Linked DNA regions of Danio rerio: region 2 is linked to region 1. Evidence: chromatin contacts called from public Hi-C data. All regions are on one chromosome and are shown on one strand. Each heading gives the region's core, a stretch centred on a gene start, on an enhancer-like site or on the middle of the called end of the contact. The rest is flanking DNA. Distances are from core to core; before and after follow the strand shown. Region 1 holds the start of si:dkey-253d23.1 (a long non-coding RNA gene). Region 2 holds the start of si:dkey-253d23.2.

The links. Hi-C and Micro-C count contacts between places; a contact is called where the count stands out from the background.
Region 2: a contact with region 1 is called in a Hi-C map of hematopoietic stem cells, with 2.9 times the contacts expected there. The contact joins the promoter of si:dkey-253d23.2 here to the promoter of si:dkey-253d23.1 in region 1. A contact is called at or near these places in 3 of 18 Hi-C or Micro-C datasets (caudal fin, hematopoietic stem cells and an unstated tissue) and 3 of 4 datasets of contacts at active chromatin or transcription factors (caudal fin, embryo and gastrula embryo).

Annotation. Positions count from the first base shown.
Region 1 is chr22:9,467,041-9,473,959 of GRCz12tu, reverse strand. si:dkey-253d23.1 (a long non-coding RNA gene) reads left to right here and starts at 2,893. Exons shown (of 2, transcript NR_188772.1): 1 at 2,893-2,986; 2 at 4,362-4,841. It also overlaps a transcript of blf not described here.
Region 2 is chr22:9,524,135-9,531,053 of GRCz12tu, reverse strand. si:dkey-253d23.2 reads left to right here and starts at 4,231. Exons shown (of 4, transcript XM_073937325.1): 1 at 4,231-4,313. It also overlaps a transcript of blf not described here.

The sequences.
Region 1 (6,919 bases), core at 1,644-4,143:
AAACATAGTCTTCCAATTTATATGAGAGGTCATAATGGAGAGAAACCGTTCACATGCCAACAATGCGGGCATAGTTTCACACAAAGGCTGGGCCTTAGAGGCCACATGCTGATCCACTCCGGAGAGAAGCCGTATTCATGTGATCAATGTGGGAAGAGTTACAGATACGCAAAAAGTCTTAAAATACTCCTCCTTTGTCATTCTGGAGCGAGACCGTATAACTGTGTAATATCAGTGTAATAAAGCATTTACCAGTGTAGATTCCTTAAGGACCCACTTGAAAATTCATAACAAGGAGAAGCCTTATGTTTGTTCGTTGTGTGGACGGAGTTTTTGTCAGTTTGGTGCTTTTAGTACGCACCTGAAAAGACACCGTGGTGTGAAGGATTACTTGTGCTTTGATTGTGGGAAATCTTTTATTAGAGACGCCGAACTGAAACAGCAGCAGAGAGTTCACACCGGAGAGAAACCTTTTAAGTGTTCACACTGCGACAGAGGCTTCAGTCAGCCAAGACATATGAAAGTACATGAGAGGATCCACACTGGAGAAAAACCACACACGTGTCTACTGCAGAAAGTTATTCGCTCAAGACCATTTCACTGCGATCAGTGCGGAAAATCTTTTTTTAAGGGCAGACAGCCTGAAGAAGCACCTGAAAGTTCATACAAAAGAGAAGCCTTATGTTTGTTCTACATGTGGAAAGTGTTTCAGTGAGATGAGCACTTTAAAACTACACCAGAAAAGACACAATGGTGTGAAGAATCAAACGTGCGTTGATTGCGGAAAGACCTTTGTTACGAAAGCTGAACTGAAGCTGCACCAGAGAACTCACACTGGACAAAAACCTTACAAGTGTTCACACTGCGACAGGGTGTTTAAGTGGTTAGTGTCTTTAAAAATACATGAGAGGATCCACACTGGTGAAGTGCCATATCACTGTGCTCAGTGTGGGAGAGGATTTGGTAAATTAGCTTATCTGCGCAATCATAAAAATAAATGTGTAATTAAAGAACCATCATTTAAAGTGTGATTCAACATATATTGGATTGTAGGAGCACAAGAGCTCTACAATGAAGACTGGTTATATTGAATGTATACATTTACATTGGAAAGTATGAGGGAAGCTTTTTTTTAAAAAGCGAAAGTGAAAGTAAAACTTTGGCTGTGCTGTATCATCAATTGCCTCAACAATTCTCACTGTGAATGTGGAAAGTGTGTTTCTGTGTGTAAACAACACAACGAAAATAAAAATGAAAAACAGCAGGCTGGTAGGAAAGTGAAAGTGAAAGTAAAGCTATTACCTCACAAAACTGAACATTAAAGCCATATTGCTTTACATGCACCACAAATAAAGTAGGAAACCATATCTGGAAATTTATATTTTTGTACCTTATCGATGTAATCACTTTTGGTTTTGTATGCATTAATGTATTAATTGAGTTATATTAATATAGTTTAACATTGAGTAGTTTTTGATGCAATGGTATATAACGATCATATACGTAATCCATATTAAGAGTGATTCCTTCCAAATGAACAATGTCTCATTAGTTTTATTTTCAGATATCATTTTAATTCATTATATCATTATAATGATTTTGTGTTGTTTAACTTGTTTCATTTAAATATGATGTTGATCATTGTATTTATCATAAATCTTTTGTTTAAAATAAGTTGTGTACATATTTTTCTAATTAATATTTGGGAGATTTTGGTTGTAAAGTATATTTTTACCTTGCGTTGATGACGTCACTAGAGTCTCACAGTCTGGTAAGTTGTTATATATGACAAAACACTGTTATCTTGAAATGACTGTGTTTTGCTGACATTAAGAAGAATGCACAATGTTTGATGTTTAAATTACATACTGTGTGCAATAGGGTGAGATATTGCATCGCAGCGCCATGCGTTTTAGAATCAAAGGGGTGTGCATTTTGCATTTTCTATCAAGGGGGTGCGCGACTATTTTTTAGAATTTTAACATGCATGGTGCTGCATCGTCGCTGGGCGCAGCATCCAGTGTGTGACCCCTCTCTTAACAATGTCACTACTGGGACTGTATTGCTGATATATATATATATATATATATATATATATATATATATATATATATATATATATATATATATATATATATATATATATATATACAGATTTTTTTTCGCCTATCAATATATTTATTTACAATTTTCATGATTTTCTCAGAATTAAGTTATTTTACCCGTAGACATGCTGATAAATTTGCATATGGCCCAAGACACTGATGGCTAATTTTTCAGTTTTATTTTTTCGGGGGTGAGGGAGTAGTTAAATGGAAAGACTTCACCAATGTCTTTAAGCTTTCAGTTTTGTTTAAAAGGGAGATGATGGTTTTTCTTTCTTCAATTTAGTAGCTAGCTAGCATAAATTGATATCAGAGGGAATCAGTTGATAGGTTCTGAATAGGTGCATAAGAAATATTTTGAAATGTAAACAAACCATAAATCATACCAATGAAAAACTTTACTCGAAATGTTGTGTACACTGCAGTTTTATTTATTTATTTAATGTTACTTTCTAGTCAACACAATACAATGGCATTAGTGTTGTTGTTTTGTGTAGCTGAATCTAATGTAGCTGACTCTAATAATAAAAAATAATTGATTCTGGCCATACATCAACAATGTATATGCCCTGTATATCGGCATTGGTTGTCTATAGTGTGTGTGGATTGAAACAATTCAACATTCAAAGTGTAGTAATTCTCAAGTAAAAACTCAATATTTTCGTCAAACTGTTAAAAATAGTTGCAGATGACGTTCAAAACAGATTTAACATGTCATATATTCGTCCTCCTCAGTGGGTGGCGATATATGCACGGTAAGTTGGTTTGCCAACCGTCAAAAGACGAAAAGAAGAAGTTGACGGTGTTTATGAAATCACAGCACAAAAACAATTTATCCACAAACATACTGAATGACACTTGAAGATACTGAATAACAAGAGGTTAGTGTTTATTCCTGTTCTTCATTTGTGATGCTGAAATACATCAATGTTTTAAAACATAAAGCCGTCAGTTGTATTGGTTGCAGTCAAATTATAAAGAGCTGTGATTTAATAACACAACGTTAGCAAACAAAGCGGTTGACTTTTTATGAAACGGCTACAGATTGGAGCCTAAATAATTTTTGATCAATTTTAGATATTTGTTTAAAACCAGAAAACCCTATTTGATTGTTGTTTACATGTCTTATAACTTGATTTAATGTTGTTGATGAGTTAATGGGTTGAATTTAATAAAAAAATAGGAAGCTTTTGCAGCTACACAATGTTTTAAGTGACTGACCAATTTGAAATACTGGAAATAAATGCATTTATGAAAAATTTCAAATAAATAATTTAAGCTTGTTTATATGTAATATTACGTAGCTGTTCAGTGTTTAGACTTTCAGCAGTGAAATTTAAACCACACTGAACTGAACTAACTCTGACAACTGGACTTACATGGTTTCAATCTACTAGAACTTCTATGTTAGGCTGCATTGACACTATTCAAATACATGAATTGAATTGAGTGTAGTCTTAATATATGATATGATTAAATGTTATCAGTGTAAAGATTTTTATATTATTTTACTGGTTGGGTTCAATGAAATTAAAATTTTTAAAATCACGATTGAGCTAATTTTGATTTAGGGTTTAGAGATAAAGAAATGCTCACAGTGTCTGTGAGAAAACTAAATGTTTTGTATTGTGCAAATGGCTTCTTTTTTCCCCTGCTTCTTTTCAGTGCTGTGCACATCACTTGCTGGTATCTCATTGTTTCAATGATCATTTAAAATATATATATATATATATTTTTACATTTTTAAAATATATACTCCAAATATTTATTTGTAATTATGTTATCATTTAATTTAGAACTTCTTTATGAAACATAAAGCATTTAAAAACATCAACTAACAATTTTAGACCCAAATATTTTCTCATTAAAATATACATTAAGACTTGCAACATTCTCACCGCATTCTTATTCACTTTGGTGGTAAGATTGCAGTAATCCTCAAATGATGAACAATGCACCATGAAATAAACAATTGAACTTAATCAGAAAAAATAGACTTATTTTGTCCATAGGTTATGTATCGTCATATTGCAAAGCCTCACATAGAAAAAAAAATTCTCATTTAATAATCTTAAATTAAGTATTTTCGTTACAGTTTTTGTTTCAAATTAATAAAATATTGTTAAATCCACCTAAGCTGGGTCTGCGTCAACACACCTTTATAGTATTAATTTGCATCAGTGTTTGCTTCTTCTTACAGTGACATTTCTCTCCTTGGTTTATGATTCTACTGAAAATAAAACTCTTTTATTTTAGACTCACTGAAAGAGACTGAAAATCCAAGGGAGGCAGAGGAGTAACAACATGTCCAAGCTGGGAAATATATCTCCGGGCCTCTCAATGACAAGAAGTAAGTTACTGGAAAAAAAAGCGGAGAGTCCTCAGACTTGTGATCAGTGCGGAAAGAGTTTCACCCGAAAAGAGAAGCTCAAAGAGCACATGAAAATCCACACCGGAGAGAAGCTGCCTACGTGTGATCAGTGCGGGAGGAGTTTCACATATAAAACGTCTCTTAGAGTGCACATGAAAATCCACAGCGGAGAGAAACCGCACACCTGTGATCAGTGCGGGAAAAGTTTCACACATAAAGGAACCCTTAAAAATCACATAAGAGCTCATACGGGAGAGAGGCCGTACACGTGTGATCAATGTGGAGTTTGTTTCAAACAGAAACGAAGTCTTGAGGATCACTTGACAATTCACACTGGAGAAAAGCCGCACCAATGTGATCAATGCGGGAAGAGTTTCAGAAAGCCACACACTGTTAGACGACATCTGCTTACCCATTCTAGAGTACGGCTGTTTCCTTGTGACCAGTGCGATAAAGCTTTTTTTAGGTTAGATGCCCTGAAGGATCATCTGAGAGTTCATACGAAGGAGAGGCCTTACACGTGTTTTTTGTGTGGGAATTGTTTTAGACATTCGAGTAGTTTAAACAAACACAACTGTAGAAAGGTGTGAAGAATCACATGCGCTTTCATTGTGGAAAGACGTTTGTTAGAGATGCTGATTTAAAACTGCGCCTGATGGATCACACAGAAAAACCTTACAAGTGTTCACACTGTAACAAGAATATCTGAAAGTGTATGAGAGGATCCACACTGGAGGAAACGCGTACAAGTGTTCATAATGAGATGAGATTTGTTGATTCAGTATGTCAACGTTAATGAGATGATCCACACTGGAGAGAAACCGTATCCCTTAGCTCAGTGATTGGCAAACTCGGTCCTGGAGGGCCGGTGTCCTACACAGTTTAGCTCCAACTCTAATCAAACACACCTGCTTATAGGTTTCTAGTGATCTGGAAGCATAGATATATACACTAGATATCGCATAGGGACCCTGAGAAAGCGTCAATAGCGCCTCCACATTGGTACAGTGCTCCCAGGACAAATGTCATTCAACCGCACTAGTCAAGACAGTGTTATTACGTGAAGATGTGGTACTTTAGCGCTGTCTCCGGGTGTAGTAACGAGCAAACAAAGAAAATAAAGCACAAAGGCAGAACATTTCATAGGTAATATTAAGTTTTTTTTTCTGTTTTTGTATGTTCTGAACTTTTGTGCCAATCAGGTAACGTTATTGATGATGACAGTCACTTACTGCATTCACCATACGGCAAAGCAGCTCCAACTCGCACTAAACACTTGGCTTATGCTAGTTTTGTAGAATAAAATCAGCAAACAATGCAAAAGAAATGTGACAACGAGATGCTGCGCTGCCAGAAACTTGTATTATTGTCGGCTAACGTTAGTGAAAGAGTCGTTCGGGGGATTAATTCACAAACGAATCGCTGCCTCCGTCAGTATGAGAAGTGAAAGCAGGAGAGGAGGTGTGTTTCAGGACATGATTAGATCAAATTTAACAGGGAGGGTGAATAGTACATTTCTGTACACACAAAAACACAAGCTTATTGTCAGGAATGCCCGTGCGGTCACTGACCCATCAGAGTAGAAAAGTGATGTAAAATTATAATTTTCGTAATTAGAAAAAAAAAAATTACATACTATCATCCAGGAAAACTCCCGATCATAGATATATGTGTATATGTGTATATCTCTGGATTTGGATGGCCACAGTCCTCCACTGTACCTTGGTCCCGCATTCATTTCAAAGGAGCGCTACCCTGTAGCAAGATGGCGGCGCTATTGACGCATTCCGTCCAATAGACAACAATAGGCCAGGCGACATCTAATGTATATATCTATGATCTTGAAGACACTGATTAGCTTGTTTAGGTGTGTTTGACTAGTGTTGGAACAAAACTCTGCAGGGACACCGGCCCTCGAGGATCAAGTTTGCCCATGCCTGCCTTAGCTTCACCATATTTGCGCACATATGGTGACCTTAAGTGATACAGTTTCTTACCTGTGTGTATCCGCTCATTAACTTTGACAAAAAGGAAGTCTTAGGAGCCGATCACACCGATAGCACATTTACGTTCCAAAAACGCGAGGCACATCGCACTGCCTTTTTGTTGACAATTATTTAAAGTCGCTAGGCAATGACTGAATCAGCTGGGTATTTTGCTAGAGTGTTGCTGTTGATATTTTTTATAATTTTAATATTTAATAATATTGTGATATTCAAGATATGTGAAGTCATACAGCTCCAGATAACTCAGAACAGCAACCACACACCTTTCCTTCATCCTCAAAAGCTACATCCTCTCCCTTGTTGTCTTGACAACATAAACATTGCAGGCACCTCAACGGAAACCCCGCCTCTGCTTTTATTTGATTGGAAAATGAAACAGACGCGACTGGCGTAATGTGCTTTTTCTGCTCAGAGTTGACTTATTTTTCAACAGCGTG
Region 2 (6,919 bases), core at 2,982-5,481, 56 kb before region 1:
TTTGTTGATCATATGAGTTTTTTTTTTATCCTTGTTTTTTCTTCTTTTGCCTTTTAGTCTAATTTTTAAATTTACAATTAATAAAGGCTGATAAATAATTTTTCTGCGAACCATGACTAAGCTAACAAACAAATCTTTGTCAAACTATGCATTTTAGATTGTTAACTTGCGTGTTTACTAGATGTTTTGACTGACAACATAAAAATTGGCTAACTGGGTTGGCAGATGACTTAAGAGTTATTGTTAAATGCTGTCAATACATAATCGAACTAGACTATTTAGATCAGGGGTCCGTTCTTCGTACGTGGATTACTCAGTTAGCTGGATTTGGATATTGACGATTTGACACGATCCAGGATCGTTTCGTTCTTCAAAGCTGATCCGGGAGTTGTTGTCATAGCAACAGTTCTGCTAGCTCAAACCTGATCGGAAGCAGGTTCAATTCATATAAACAGGATTAGATCGGCTCAGTTCAAGCAAAGATAGTAGAGAAAGCATGTACCGAATTCTGAAATTTTCTTACAGTAGTAGTTATATACACTTAGGAAAATAGTTCATATTTTTAACTATATATATATATATATATAAAGTTATAGTTATTAATAAAATAAATAAAACTTATGCAATCTGCACCCCTGAAATAAAAGTACAAAGACTGCCACTTGTTGGTGCAAAAAGAAAACTTATTGATATGAACTTTTTAGATCGCTTACAATTTGTGTATGATAATAATAATGCAGAATATGTGACTTTTTAAAAAAAGCAATAATACATTAATGCAGTCATAAACATGTTTTGACAGTTAATATGCCAGTGATTATGCTTTACAAAAGTTGCAGATGCCTTTACCAATATCAAAATGCTTTTGTAAACATCCAGTTATTCCCTACAGTGATTAAAAAAACGGCTTCTATAATAAAGAAAATCTTTTCTAAACGTAGAAATAAATACATTGATATGCATTGAAATACATGATGAAAACTCTTGACACATGAAAGTGTAAAGCCTGCCACTCATAACAAATGTGGAAAGTTATTGGGTGTCATATTTGACAAAATGTTTCTGCTAATTTGTTGTAATTTTGCTCACATGGATAATTGAATATTAATCAGATGATGTCATTACGCTGCTGTGCCATCAGCAAATCCTTGCATTGCTGATCATGATTTCGAGGATCGATAGATCTGTCCTTCACAACACACGGAGCGATCTCAGATCAGTTCATCCAGACATTCTAATTTGATTTGCGAACTTGTTTGAAGAACCAAATTAGCGAGAGATCAGTGATCAAGATTAAAAGATCCAGGATCTGCCAAATCATCTTAGATCATTTAAGCGAGGTACGAAGAACGGACCCCTGGACTGCATTTCGCTGTTTGTTATTTTATTTTGAGTGGTTTATGACCGTGGTAAAGTTAGTTTTACATTTGACATTCGGTTTCAAACCAAGTTAAATTCTTTGTTCCTGCTATTGTTTGAGTCAAAACTATGTCAGAGAGACATAAATGTGTGCTGAGATACTGAGATATATAGGCGAGATAATTTTACCCCAAGTCAATGACATTTTTTGAGCTAGCTTTTATTTATTTATTTTGTATAGCGCTTTTACAATGTAGATTGTCTCAAAGCAGCTTCACATAAATGGTCATAGTAACTGGAACACAGTAGTTCAGTTTTTAGTGTTTAGGTTCAGTTCAGTTTAGCTCAGTTCAGTTCAGTGTGGTTTAAAATCATTACTGAGAGTCCGAACACTAAAGAGAAAATTAATCGATGGGTAGCTCTACCGATCCCAAACCATGCAAGCTAGTGGCAACAGCGGAGAGGGAAAAAAAAACTCTTGTTTGTCTTATTTTGACTGCTATACTATTATAAATAGTGAAAATAACTCATCAAAAAAGGTTTTAAGACCAAGTGGAATCCTCTATTGAGTGTTGTTTTGACTTCATCTAATCAGTTTTGGCCAGTGCAAACAATTATTTTTCATGAGTCCAACATCCAGCTGTGCAAGAAAACACACAGTCTGACTTATGTGAGTCATCTTTCACTACTGTATTGTTTTTAAATGGAGAAAATATTTTACAAGTGACTTTTATACTAAATCTTGGACCTTATTAAAACAAAAAGACCAATAAAAAGGTGTGAAGCACCATAAGCTGTCCATATTAAAATTAATTTGAATACTGTTGGCTATTGATGTTATCCAGGAATTTTCATGCGTACTTTTTTTTGCGTATGATGACCATCCATCTATTTAGGCTAAAATAGTGCTAAAAATGTCACTAAAATGCAGTTTTAAAACTCATAATTAAATAGTAGCCTAAATGAGGCCTATAACCGCAAATAGGTCTAATTTTTAAGAAAAAAAGAAACACCCCTTCACCAGGCTGGCGTTGTACGCAGCGCTCATGACGTCTCACCTGTCACCTGACATTACTGCAAACGACCAAGCAAACAATAATCCTAACATATTACATGGGAGTGTACGGTGGAAACAGTTTTGCAGTTTTTTTGCAGCCCGTGCAATAAGCAGACGCGGATAAAGCAAGTGCTTGTGATTTCAGGGGCGCCTCCAAGGGGTGGCCAGGGGTGGCCACGGCCACCCCTCGGTAAACTCTGGCCACCCCTGTGGCCACCCCAATATAATTTTGCGGTTGACATTATTGATTTAAATGAACTTATAAATTCCCAATATTTAGATAAATAAATAAATACATAAATAAATAAATAAAATGCAGTCACTAAATTATTGTTGGTGTTACTGACGTAGCTCTCCCCCTCTGGTTCAATGCTGGTGAAAGCAAACTGACGCATGCGCGCGGAAAACCATTCCCGCGCGCCTCACGCACTCCTGTGTGAATCCCGGTTGGTTGTTTGCATGCACGCCGACATAATAGGCACCGCTCATGCGCCGTGAAACCGGAGTAACAGCCTTTTGTGCAGAAGTGTCGGCACACAGCGAGTTTTGAAAGTCGTTTAAAGTTTATATAATATGATGATGATGATGATGATGATGATGATGATGATGTTAATTTCACTAAGCATGCCTTTAAAGCAGAAAGGAGGGATAATGAGTCAGGGAGGTAAGACTTTATAACATGATTTCTCAGCCATGATCTGGTCTAAGACCACAGATAATTCTATAATACATTTTTTGTATTCTTTAGAATTGTCATAATTAATTTTCATGCAAAAGGTTTCTTAAGTGATGTTGGCATATCACTCCAGTTGTTGTTTTCCAGTAATATTTAGGACTGATTTCTGTTATTTATTTAGAATAATAATTGTATAATAATATTAATTGTATTTATTTAGAATAAATATAAATAAATTTTTATATTTATTGAATAACAAATCTAACAATTCAAGAGAGGTGGGGATGTATAGGGTGGTTCGCCAAGGGTGTCATTTAAACTAGAACCGCCACTACCCTCCCCGTTCGTCCTTGACAGCACACACACACCTTCAATAGACAGCAATGGCTATTTAATATTTACCTTAAGCTACAGTATATCAATAGAAGAAGCTGCATTAATAAAATGGTTCAAAAAGCAATATGGATAAATAATATTATTAGGTATAGGGAGTGTGTATAGTAATGCCTTTTGTTCAGTTTGTTCATTTGTTTGGGTAATTAATAAACTCATTATTCTTTCATTCATTTTCTTTTCGGCTTAGTCCCTTTATTAATCCAGGGTCACCACAGCAGAATGAACCGCCAACTTATCTAGCACATTTTTACACAGCGGATGCCCTTCCAGCTGCAACCCATCACTGGGAATAATAAACTCATTAATCTTCATTAATTTTAGACATGGCATATCTCGTATGATGTACAATAAAGGCACGTAAAAAAAGAAGTCATTTATACAGTATATGAAAAGTGTTTTTAAACTAAACATAGATTTTTATTTGGTTTGCACATGTACTTGCTGAATTATTTCAAAGAATAAATTGCAATATTTCAAGTAGAATTAATTAAATGAATAAAACTACATTATTTCATTTACCAGAAACAAAAATATAACATTACACTGAATTCATTATTTTTCTTTGTGTGCCACCCCAAGATTTGGTGCGGCCTCTTCTGGCCACCCCTAAGAAAATTTTCTGGGGGCGCCACTGTGTGATTTACATGTGAAGTCAATGCCATGATGCGATTAGAGATCCTGCTGCTGCGCGAATCGGGCGTTTCTGGCGTTCAGAAAACAAGAGAGAGTGGGATCATCTAACAAACGGAGCAGTGGAGCAGACAGATAAGCAACCAGCTTTCAGTGATGGAGAGGATGACAGCCGCTGTACGTGGCTACAATGAAGTAAGCATCAATTATTTTTGATTTACATGTATGGCTGCAGGCATGTAGTTACCAGCCTTCGGGACCATGTTAGAGACTTCTGTGAGATTTCCAGTGGGCCGCGGTCTTTTTAGGCCGGTGAGCATTTTGTCTTTTAATTAGTTCGTGCTGTAACTTGTAATTATATCCGGACGTACATATTATATAGATTAATCCTAGGTTTATGTGTCTTTCTGACTGGCCACATAAAGCTGACGCGAACTGACTAGTAAAACTGCTAAACACGTGACGATTGGCTGAGCATGGACCAATCAGAATCAAGTTCAAGTTTAAGAGTGGTTGCTGCGCAACTGTTGACATGCTGCGATAGTGAACATAAAATATACAACATCTTTACAGTCATTGATCCAAACGTAAAGGAGGAGCTGAGGGAGAAAAAAAGACAAACACTTGAAGCAGAAGCCACCAAATATGTTGAAATAAATGAGTTAATCGCTAAAAGGCTGGCAAAAGACTTTGGTGAAGATGTTAGCAGGGCAGCTCTGACTGAGGTGAGACGGCCATTTAATAGGATAAAATGGTAATCAGTATATACTAAAAGTTTTTAATTATTAAGCGATTTGCAGTCGTGATATTGCTTTAAAAACACATCAATCCAATTAATAAGAAACTGTTAAGTGACTTACAATGTCTGACTAAAACAAAGTTGCCTGATTTAGCTTTATTTTGTCTAACTGACCTGCTGCAGCTTCAACACGGCAGTGTTTCATTTGTGAATTCATACTAAGACATTTTCTTTTTGGCTTAGTCCCTTAAGTTAATCTGCGGTCGCCACAGTGGAATGAACCACTAACTTATTTAGCATGTGTTTTATGCAGCACTGGGCAGCATGTGCTTCCAGCTGCAACCCATCACTGGGAAACATCCATACACACTCATTCACACACATACACTTACAATTCAGCTCACCCAATTCACCTACCACGTGTTTTTGGACTTGTGGGGGGAACCAGAGCACCCGGAGCAAACCTACATGAACACGGGAAGAACATGCAAACTCCCAACTGAAAAATATCAACTGACCCAGTCAGGGCTCGAATCCAGTGACTTTCTTGCTGTGAGACGATTGTACTACACTGCTCCACCGTGCTGCCCCATTTAATGTTTTTTGAATAAATCAAGTGAGTCAGTGATTCAACTACCCATTCATGAAGACAGTCACTTGTTTTGCACCTAAATGAATTAGCTGTTCAAATGAATAAATTAAATGAATGATTCAGTGATAAAATCAGTGATTTGGCATCACATAGAGGCTATTTAATTATTTTAATTTTTGCAGTAAAATTTAAGTTATTGAAAACATTTTAACCAACCAACATTTTTGTATTCAAACAGTACTTACAACATCATTTCATTTTCTTTTTGGCTTAGTCCCTTTATTAATCTGGGGTCGCCACAGCGGAATGAACCGCCTACTCACAACAGGTCCAAAGCAACTTGTTTAAATTAATATTTAACATATTAATAAATAAATAAATGGAAGGAGCTCAATAAATATTAAAAAAATATTTTAATTGAGATTTTCTGAGAAGATATGCATTATATATATATATATATATATATATATATATATATATATATATATATATATATATATATATATATATATATTTTTTTTTTTTTTTCCCTGTTTGGCATACTCTTCTTATTTTAAAAAGTACCATTTTATCATACTGCTTCAATTATTGGCCCTAATACACTTAAATAGCAGGTATAAATAAGTCTGAAACAAACTTGAAATTATTTTTAGGATAAATGTTGTTTGCCAAAATGGCAGCAGTTATGATCACACTGAGAGAGCTCTTCTTCCTCACAGGACAATTTGCTTTTATTAACATGCCCACAGATTGAATACACTTTCAATTAAACCTCCATAGACATGTTCTTACTTTCACTTTCGATTTTGTGCCTATTAAAGATTATGCAAATGAATATACTTATGAATATATATATATATATATATATATATATATATATATATATATATATATATATATATATATGAATATATATATACAACGATATATACAGCTGGATATACGATAGATACACGAAAGAACGATATATACAGCTGGATTTTTATGAAGAATGCATTTTAGGTTATTTTTTAGCTTATAATTTAGGCCTAATGTTACATCACAACTGTTAAATCTGGGTCTTTATTGTTCAAACCTCAATATACTTTTTTCTTATTTACAAGTGTGTTCTTCAGGACTATATAATGAGCTTAGAAATTTGAGATATATTCATAATTAATCTTTAATAAATTAACTAAACTGGTTAGATTTCAGTCAACTAAATTGAGAGTAGATTTAGTCGATTAAAATCACATTACATTTAGTTGACTAAAACTAGACTATAATTACAATGAATTCAACAGACTAAAACTAAATGCCATTTTAGTAAAGAGACTAAAAATTAATCATAAATTGCTGTCAAAATTAATTAAAAGTCACCACAATGCTAGTCTACCCAATAGTATTTGAAAGTCCTAATGTCTACTCAAGCTGATCTAAGTCCATTTATGCATTCAGAGAAATTGCTGTAATGCTGTTAAGTAATAGGTG